Regions from separate parts of the Mus musculus genome. Here all the other regions are linked to region 2. A link is a contact called in public promoter capture Hi-C data. All regions are on one chromosome and are shown on one strand. The core of a region is the stretch at or near the end of the contact, and the rest is flanking DNA. Distances in the headings are between cores, read along the strand shown. Region 1 holds the start of Mdm4 (transformed mouse 3T3 cell double minute 4). Region 2 holds the start of Arl8a (ADP-ribosylation factor-like 8A). Region 3 holds the start of Rbbp5 (retinoblastoma binding protein 5, histone lysine methyltransferase complex subunit).

Evidence for each region. Promoter capture Hi-C pulls out the DNA fragments that hold promoters and counts their contacts. Capture Hi-C pulls out chosen DNA fragments and counts their contacts.
Region 1: a promoter capture Hi-C map of liver shows a contact between it and region 2, with 2.7 times the contacts expected there. The contact joins the promoter of Mdm4 here to the promoter of Arl8a in region 2.
Region 3: a promoter capture Hi-C map of erythroid cells shows a contact between it and region 2, with 24 times the contacts expected there. The contact joins the promoter of Rbbp5 here to the promoter of Arl8a in region 2. A contact is called at or near these places in 2 of 39 promoter capture datasets (erythroid cells and pre-B cells).

The regions. Positions count from the first base shown.
Region 1 is chr1:133,024,124-133,026,823 of GRCm38.p6, forward strand. It overlaps Mdm4 (transformed mouse 3T3 cell double minute 4), which reads right to left and starts at 1,293. Exons shown (of 11, transcript NM_001302801.1): 1 at 1,125-1,293. Gm41953 (a long non-coding RNA gene) reads left to right here and starts at 2,610. Exons shown (of 3, transcript XR_878532.1): 1 at 2,610-2,700. It also overlaps the pseudogene Gm29257.
Region 2 is chr1:135,145,409-135,148,108 of GRCm38.p6, forward strand. It overlaps Arl8a (ADP-ribosylation factor-like 8A), which reads left to right and starts at 1,426. Exons shown (of 7, transcript NM_026823.2): 1 at 1,426-1,692. The coding sequence starts at 1,570.
Region 3 is chr1:132,476,083-132,478,782 of GRCm38.p6, forward strand. It overlaps Rbbp5 (retinoblastoma binding protein 5, histone lysine methyltransferase complex subunit), which reads left to right and starts at 1,285. Exons shown (of 14, transcript NM_172517.2): 1 at 1,285-1,445. The coding sequence starts at 1,427. It overlaps 6030442K20Rik (RIKEN cDNA 6030442K20 gene), which reads right to left and starts at 982. Exons shown (of 2, transcript NR_165177.1): 1 at 640-982.

The DNA of each region.
Region 1 (2,700 bases), core at 43-2,542, 2.1 Mb before region 2:
CTGTGAAGGTTCTTTGCCCCAGTATAGGGGAATGCCAGGGCCAGGAAGCGGGAGTGGGTGGACTAGTGAGCAGAGGGAGGGAGAGAGGATAGGGGATTTTCGGAGAGGAAACTAGGAAAGGTAAATAAAGAAAATAGCTAATTAAAAAAAACGAAACAGGAGTTGTTTGTGGTCTTGACCAGTACAGTAAAAGAATACTGAAAGTAATACTTTGGACCTAAACAAACTTTTTTCCTAGCAGAAATGTATGAAGGAGGAGACTAAACTTGGATATGCAGCAACTGACAGCATTATTAAACGTTTCAAATATCTTTGACACATGTCGTGCCTGTCATTAGGTAGAGGTTCCTAATCCACAAAGACCTTTCTTGAGTAGGACAAGACAGGCATTGTTTTATCCAGATGTGTCATAATAAGAGTGGTGTCAAAATCTGGGGATGTACAAGCATCGTTGGGTGGTGTGCTAATTAAAGTTCATATTCGTGGTCCCGGTGAGGTAGAGGAGCAGGCTGTTTTGGAGGCAGGGGCAGATGACTGTGAATTTGAGGTCAGCCTAGTCTATACAGCAAGCTCCGGGTTAGCCAGGGCCGGCCACAGTGAGATTCTGTCATAATAATAATAATAATAATAATAATAATAATAATGAGATTCTGTCTCAATAATAATAACACAACATATTCGTGAAGAATATTTTTTTAATTTTTTAAATGCCCCAGGTCCGTATGAAGACCGCAAACAAGTATCTTTCACACACTAAAGCAGACAATTTGCAGCCCTAGAAATTATTTAAATCTTAAGTCACGCCAATGACACTCTCCAGGTCTCTCTCTACGACTCCTTTCCTTCAAAGTGCCTCACCCACCCCGCAAAGTGGAAGAGCAAATAAAAGATCAACCCCTTCACTTCGCTTTCAGTCTGTTAACTGTGGACTCCGTTTCACCACACTCCATTTTCCTCCACCCCGGGGTCGAAGCGCCACCCTTCCCCCACAGCCCCTTCCACGGCCCCGCGGCCCACGCCGCCCTCCGCGCCCCAGGCTCCTCCCGCCCGGTTCCTAGCTCCGAAGCCTCCGGACCTTCTGTCCGCTCCCCCGGCCCCCCGCGGGCCAGACCCCAACACCACACCTTACGGCCGCTCCATGAGTCGCTCCCCCTCCTAGCTGGGGGAGGGGTGGCAGCCGGAGACCCTAAGGCCTGCACTGCATTTTGAAACTGCGAGCAACGGCAGCACCACTTCCGGCCTCTCAAACCCAGCGTTCGCAAGAGCTTCCGGGGAGGCCGGGGGAACCATAGAGCGGACCCTGGAGGACTAGAGAGCTAGAAAGGCTGAAGAATCTACCATTGAGTACACACTAGTCCGGGAAGAGAGCCTCCGGACCTCCGAGGTCAGACAGAGATAGTTTTCTATTTTATTTTACTATTGAGTCAGGGATTCTCTGTGTAGCTCTAGCTGTCCTGGAATTCACTATGTAAACCAGACTGCCTCCCGAGTGCTGAGATTTAAGGCTTGCCACAGCATACCTTGCTTGCATAAAGAGGTTTTGAAAGAAAATAGAGGCTGGTCGTGGTGGCGCACGCTTTTGATCCCAGCACTTGGGAGGCAGAGGCAGGCGGATTTCTGAGTTCGAGGCCAGCCTGGTCTACAAAGTGAGTTCCAGGACAGCCAGAGCTATACAGAGAAACCCTGTCTCGATCGAAAAAAAGCGCCGCAAGACCGGGGGGGGGGGGGGGGGGGGTTAAGCGAAAACCCTGCCACAAGAAGCGAAAGTATGAGCTGGGACGGCCCGCTGCCAACACGAAGATTGGCCCTCGCCGCATACACACAGTCCAAATTCGAGGAGGCAATAAGAAGTACCGTGCCCTGAGATTGGATGTGGGGAACTTTTCCTGGGGCGCTGAGTGTTGTACTCGCAAAACAAGGATCATTGATGTTGTCTACAATGCATCCAACAACGAGCTTGTCCGCACCAAGACCCTAGTGAAGAACTGCATCGTGCTTATTGACAGCACGCTGTACCGACAGTGGTACGAGTCCCACTATGCACTGCCCCTGGGCCGCAAGAAGGGGGCCAAGCTGACTCCTGAGGAGGAAGAGATTTTAAACAAAAAACGATCAAAGAAAATTCAAAAGAAATATGAGGAAAGGAAAAAGAATGCCAAAATCAGCAGCCTCCTGGAGGAGCAGCTCCAGCAGGGCAAGCTTCTCGCCTGTATTGCCTCACGACCAGGCCAGTGTGGCAGAGCAGACGGCTATGTGCTCGAAGGCAAGGAGCTGGAGTTCTATCTGCGGAAGATCAAAGCCCGGAAAGGCAAATGAGCCTCATGCGTAGTGTAATAAAGGTGTCTGCTGTTCTATTAAAAAAAAAAAAAAAAAAAAAGACAACTTCCATATCCCATCTCTAGTCTTCTCATTTCCCTACAAGCTAACCCTTCCTGATCCTTTGACTACTTTTCTTTTTTTTGACATGTCAATGAGCCAGCTTACTCCCTGGTCGTTATTTTCTGGACAAGAATTTGTGTTAAGATGTGGATCCCAGAAAGAGATGTTTTTTGAGACAGGGTGTAGCCCTGGCTGTCTTGGAACTCACTTTGTAGACCAGGCTGGCCTTGAACTCAGAAATCTGCCTGCCTCTGCCTCCGGAGTGCTGGGATTATTAAAAGGCGTGCGCCACCACACCCGGCTACAGATGCATTCTTATAC
Region 2 (2,700 bases), core at 176-2,675:
GATCTTCACCCCTAAGATACACTCTTTTCCAGTACTTCTAAGGACATGGTAACAAAACTGTAATCAATGGAAGGGAGACACAGAGGCACTACCTTGTTCAGGGTGCTGTAACAAAGCACCCCACACCCCACAACTTATAAACAACAGAAAGTTGTTGCTCATGGCTTGAAAAATGGGAAAGTGATCTGTCATGGTACGGGTAGATTCAGGGTCTGGTTAGGAGTCACTTTTTGGCTAATAGATTACAGCCTTCTCTTTGTAGCCTCAAGATGGGAGGAGTATAGGCTCTGGGCACCTCTGTTGTTCTCTCCTTATATAAGGGCACTAATCTTAGCTAGGAGGCCTCCCCCCTCATAACCTAGTCGCCTTATATGGTCATCACTTTGAGGAGTGGGATTTCAATATATGAATCTGGGGGAAAGACACAGAAATGTAAAGCAATGAAAATCTATTACTTTGTATGATAACTTAAACTTTAATTTAAACATGTCAGACTATAGCATGTACCTACGGAGGAAGAGAAGAACTTATTAGACAGATGTTAGTAAATCAGAATAGGCTGATCCAGATGTTGAGGGCTGTCTGGTTCTTTAATAGGTTTAATCCATACAGTTGATGTTAACAGTTCATCACAGCCTCCAGGTGAAAACCGACCCCCAAAGAGAGCCCAGCTGCCTAGGAATCCTGAGACCAGGAAGGCACAGCCGGTTGACTGAGCTGTTATCTCCTGCAAGGGAGGATGGGGACTTCTTGGCAGACTCTCCACCACCCACTATCAAAAACTTTGTATCAAAATAGCATACATTTTTTCCTTTGCTACCGCCGTTCCTCACAGGGAATCCCTTGCCCTGATTTTGCCCGTCTCTTTATAGTGAAGACAAGCATCAAGTTCAAATGTCGATCTCACTTTGGGCTTCCCAGACAAGTAGCCTGGCAAACTGTGGTTAACAAAACAAGATGGAGTATTAAGGGCTCTAAATCCGGCTGTTACTCTCTATGGCATTTCGGGGGATGGAATTCGGTACCCAGAGATGCTCAGAGGCAAAGGTTCAGGGAACAAAACCGTTTCTTGGAGATCTTCATGTCACGGTTCTTCGGCCTGGAAATACCCTAGCTTAATCGGGACACCACCCGCCCAGGACCGACCACCGTTCAAGCCAGAAAGCGGTGCAGTCAGGGCGGGGCAAACGAGGGCAGCAGAAAAAATAAAATTACAGCTTTCTCCGCAAGCGCGCCATCACGCTCCTCCCGGCCGCCGCGGGTCCCCGCCGCCCCGCCCGCGGGCGCTGGCCTAGGCCGCGCGCGAGACTGGAGCGCGCTCGGGTGCGAGCAGGACGCGGCCCGGCCCGCGGGAGGGCGGCGGCGGCGGAGGAGGAGGTGGAGGCGCCGTGGCCACACCCATCGGCGAGCGGATCCTCGGGCAGCGCGTCGTCGGCCGCCGCGCTCCAGCCTCCGCCCGCACCGAGCCGCGGGACCCGGCCGCACCGGGGAGGGGCCGCTCCGGGCCGCAGCGCGAGGGCACCGAAGGCGGCGGGGACCCGGCACCGGGCGCGGCCGGTGGCAGCGACCATGATCGCTTTGTTCAACAAGCTGCTGGACTGGTTCAAGGCCCTGTTCTGGAAGGAGGAAATGGAGCTCACGCTGGTGGGGCTGCAGTACTCGGGCAAGACCACCTTCGTCAACGTGATCGCGGTATGCGGGCAGATGTGTCGCCGGCGCCGCGCCCTAGGCAGCTGGGGTCGGCGCCTGGCGTGGCCCGGCACCGCCGGGTTCCGGGCAGGGAGGAGCCGGCTCCGGGCACTTAGGGCCTAGCACGGTTCTTGGGGGACCGACTGGCGTGCCACCCGTTCTCTGGCCTGGGCTAGGATGGCAGGGCTGGGGGCGGGGTAGCGAGGACCAGGGGAACCGAGCTTGCGTTCCGGAGCTGGCGGCACGGAGATGTCTCCACGCACCGGGAACCCGCCGCAGGCTGACAGGCCCCCGAGGCGGGCGCAAAGAGGCATGACGGGGCGAAAGTGCCCGGACAATCCCGCTCCGCGCGTGGAGGGTCACGGGACGCGCGGCCGGAGCGTGTTGCCAGGGTGCCCTAGCAGCCCAGCCCCACCCCGAGGGCTCTGCCTACCCTTGCTGGACGCGGAAGCCGCGGCCCTTTGGGGCGGGGGGAAGGTATCCCTAGAGGCAGAGGAGTCAGCTGAGGTCCTGGCTCTAGTCCAGACTCCTCCCCGGAACCTGTCCCGGGCCTGCCTTAGCGTTGGGGTCCCGAAAGCATGGCACCATAAAGGGAGTTGGGAGACTCCACTTGGCTCAGAAGTTGCAAGAGTAGGTACCGAGGACCCGAGAGGATGAGCTGGAGGGGCGCCATCCACCTGGGGACAGGGGAGAGAGCAGCTTTGGAGACTCAGCACTGGGGGAGGCGGAGGAGAGAGGGGGGTGATTGCAGTTGTATGTCTGTGCCAGAGGAGTGGTGAAGAAGGAGTTAAATTTTCTCTTTAAAAAAGAGGAAGATGAGCTCCCTGGGCGTGAGCTGAGCTGCAGTAATGGCTGCAGCCTGTATTTCCAAGCTAGGCAAGACTGGGCTTATGGGACCAAGTAAGGCTTGGGACGGGGACATAGTTCCCCCCCCCCCCCCAGAACCTAGGCCCGTTCCCAAAGATGGGTTTTCCAAGGACTGTGAATTCGCCAGATATAGGCTAAAGATGC
Region 3 (2,700 bases), core at 35-2,534, 2.7 Mb before region 2:
ATTAACTTGATCATATTATTCCTTCCTTGAAAATTTTACAAAATGCATGTTCCATTAGAAAAAAACATGGCCAGGGACACCAACAGTCTGCCTACAGAAAATAAACCCATATACACGTGAAAAGTTCATCATTATTACTTCATAAGTGAAACAATGTATTTTTTTTTCTGTTTCACTAAGCCAGTGGGTACAGCCAAAGAGACCTGATAATAAATCACTGTGAGAAGTGCAGAAATATTTCTACAAATTATTTCTGGTTCTATAGTATTTGGATAGCATTTCGGAAATATTGGACACGAAAGGGAGTGAAAATTGTCCAATATCTCTGAGCCTCAATTACTGTTTTTGGGTTAAATGGCTACATGAAAGACATATTTAGGAGATAGTAACTGGTAAATAATGGCTTATACTTGCTGTCACCTGATTTTTTTATGCACTTTATATGCTTAACTCATTTAATCCTCGTAATTCTCTAAGTAGTATTATTATCACTGTCATTTTACGCACAAGGAAAGGGTTAAATACCCATAACGGTGAAGTCAGTTAGGAGGACCTCTAGATTACTGTCATTATAGCTACACAGGGGTGACTTGCCCACCACATTGGATAAACACTTCCCACCCCACGCCCATTATTTACCATTAGCTGGTCTTCTCTGATTGCTCTGTGTACATCAAGTCTGACAGAACTGTGGGACACTCAGTCCATCTCTCTTGACAATGTTCCTGTGCCCTAATCGATGTTGTGTACACAGTAATACCGCAGGAAAGGGCCTAACAAATACTATCGTGCCGTTTTATGTGATGCATAGCATAGTTTTAGAGACGTGAAATAATCTTCACGAAACTAAGTCAGACACATAGTAATTATAGTACTCATAGTAAGGTGAGCCAAGCCAGCACGCGCTCTGACCACGCCAAAGAGCTCCAACACTCTTGCACTAGGGGCCGACCTTTCCCGCTTTCCTGCGGTAGAAAGAATCGCCCGGAACCTTTCTTGCGGAGTCTCAGGCAGCCGCCGGGACAACCCAAGGAACACACGGCATTGTGAGTATTAGTGGGTTAGTGATATGCCTGAAATTTCTTGCTCACTTACGTGGTCCCGGAGAGAAAAGCTTTACATTCTTGTACTTTTTGGAGTTCCGACTGACTATGACATTTTTTTCTCCCTCGATAATATTATAGTTGTTTGATTACAAGAGCGTTTAATATTTTTTTTAATTAGGGAGAAATGTGGACAGCTACGTAAAACGAACAAGGAAGGCGGGGGAGGAAAGCGGAAGCCGCGGGGCCTTCTAAGTCCGAAAGTCTCCGGAGCTTGCGCCAGGCTCTTCGCGGCGCCCCCCACTTAGACGCGGGGCTTCTGAGCGGGTGGGGGAGAAGGAACTGTTGCCGGTGCGGAGACCAGGCGGCCAGCGTCTGCAGGGATGAACCTCGAGTTGCTGGGTGAGGAGGGCTTGCCTGCGACTTAGCAAACCCTTCGGTATTGGGAAGGAGGGAACCTGGGCGGGAGGGACCGCAGGCTGCAACCTTAGGGACACTCTTCGGAGATGGTTCATTGAGTGCTCGTGAGGTGGAGTTGCAGCAGCAGGAGTAAGACCAGCTTCTGTCCGAAGAGAATGCATTACTTTTCTGAAACCGCTTTCAGATCAGTTGTGGAGTCATTGAGGCACTTTTTGTCCGAGCTGTGATTTCGAAGATCGCAGGTGCTGAAGTAACAAATCAGACAGGACCAGAGTTTTGGAGATGCAGTCAGAGGAAGAGTGACCTAGGGTGGGTCAATTTTGAAGACCTGTCAGGGGATCCGGTGCCTAGATGGGATTACTCTTGCTGGAAAGGTGTTACTTAACCAGATTTTATTTTAAAAATAAAAAATAAAAAAAAGGTTAAGGGAATAGGTAAGGGTGTTGTAATTCGGCACTAAGTGGCGTAGTTGGCATTTGGAATCCAGTCATCTTGACTGCCCGTTTAAGGTCCTTAACCGTAGGGAGGTGTAGATCCCCGGAAATGTGAACTACACAAGCAGTTGTTTTATTCTCGAGACAGGGTTTCTCTGTATAGCCCTGGCTTCCCTGGAACTCATTTTGTAGACAAGGCTGGCCTCGAACTCAGAAATCCACCTGCCTCTGCCTCCCAAGTGCTGGGATTAAAGGCGTGCGCCACCACCGCCCAGCCAGTCAGTACTCTTAGCCGCTGAGCCATCTCTCCAGCCCACTTACAAAGATAATTTTTAAAGTGTTCTTTGTCTTTATAGCGGCTTTATTGGAGCATGGGTGCATGCTTGTGGATATAATACTGACGAAGTATGAAAGTATGTGAAAGGTGTATCTAAAATAAAAGACACCAATGAGAAAATTTTTAATTTGTTATTTTATGTGTGTGGGTGCTTTGTCTGTATGTATGACTGTGCACCAGTGATGTATGTGCCTGGTGCCCACAGGAGCCAGGAGAGTCAGATTCCCTGAAACTGGAGTTACAAATGGTTTTGAGCTACAATATGGGTGCTGGGAATCATACCTGGGACCTTTGGAAGAGCAGCCAGTGCTCTTAACCACTGAACCATCTCTGCTGCCCCTCAGTGAGATAATTTTTCTGCTATGCCAAAATGTGGATATTGTAATAAAGAGGATAACCAAGAGTTTAAGTTGATGATGTTTATTTTGTGGAGACTCATGGATGCCAGGTTGGACAGTTTACTTTT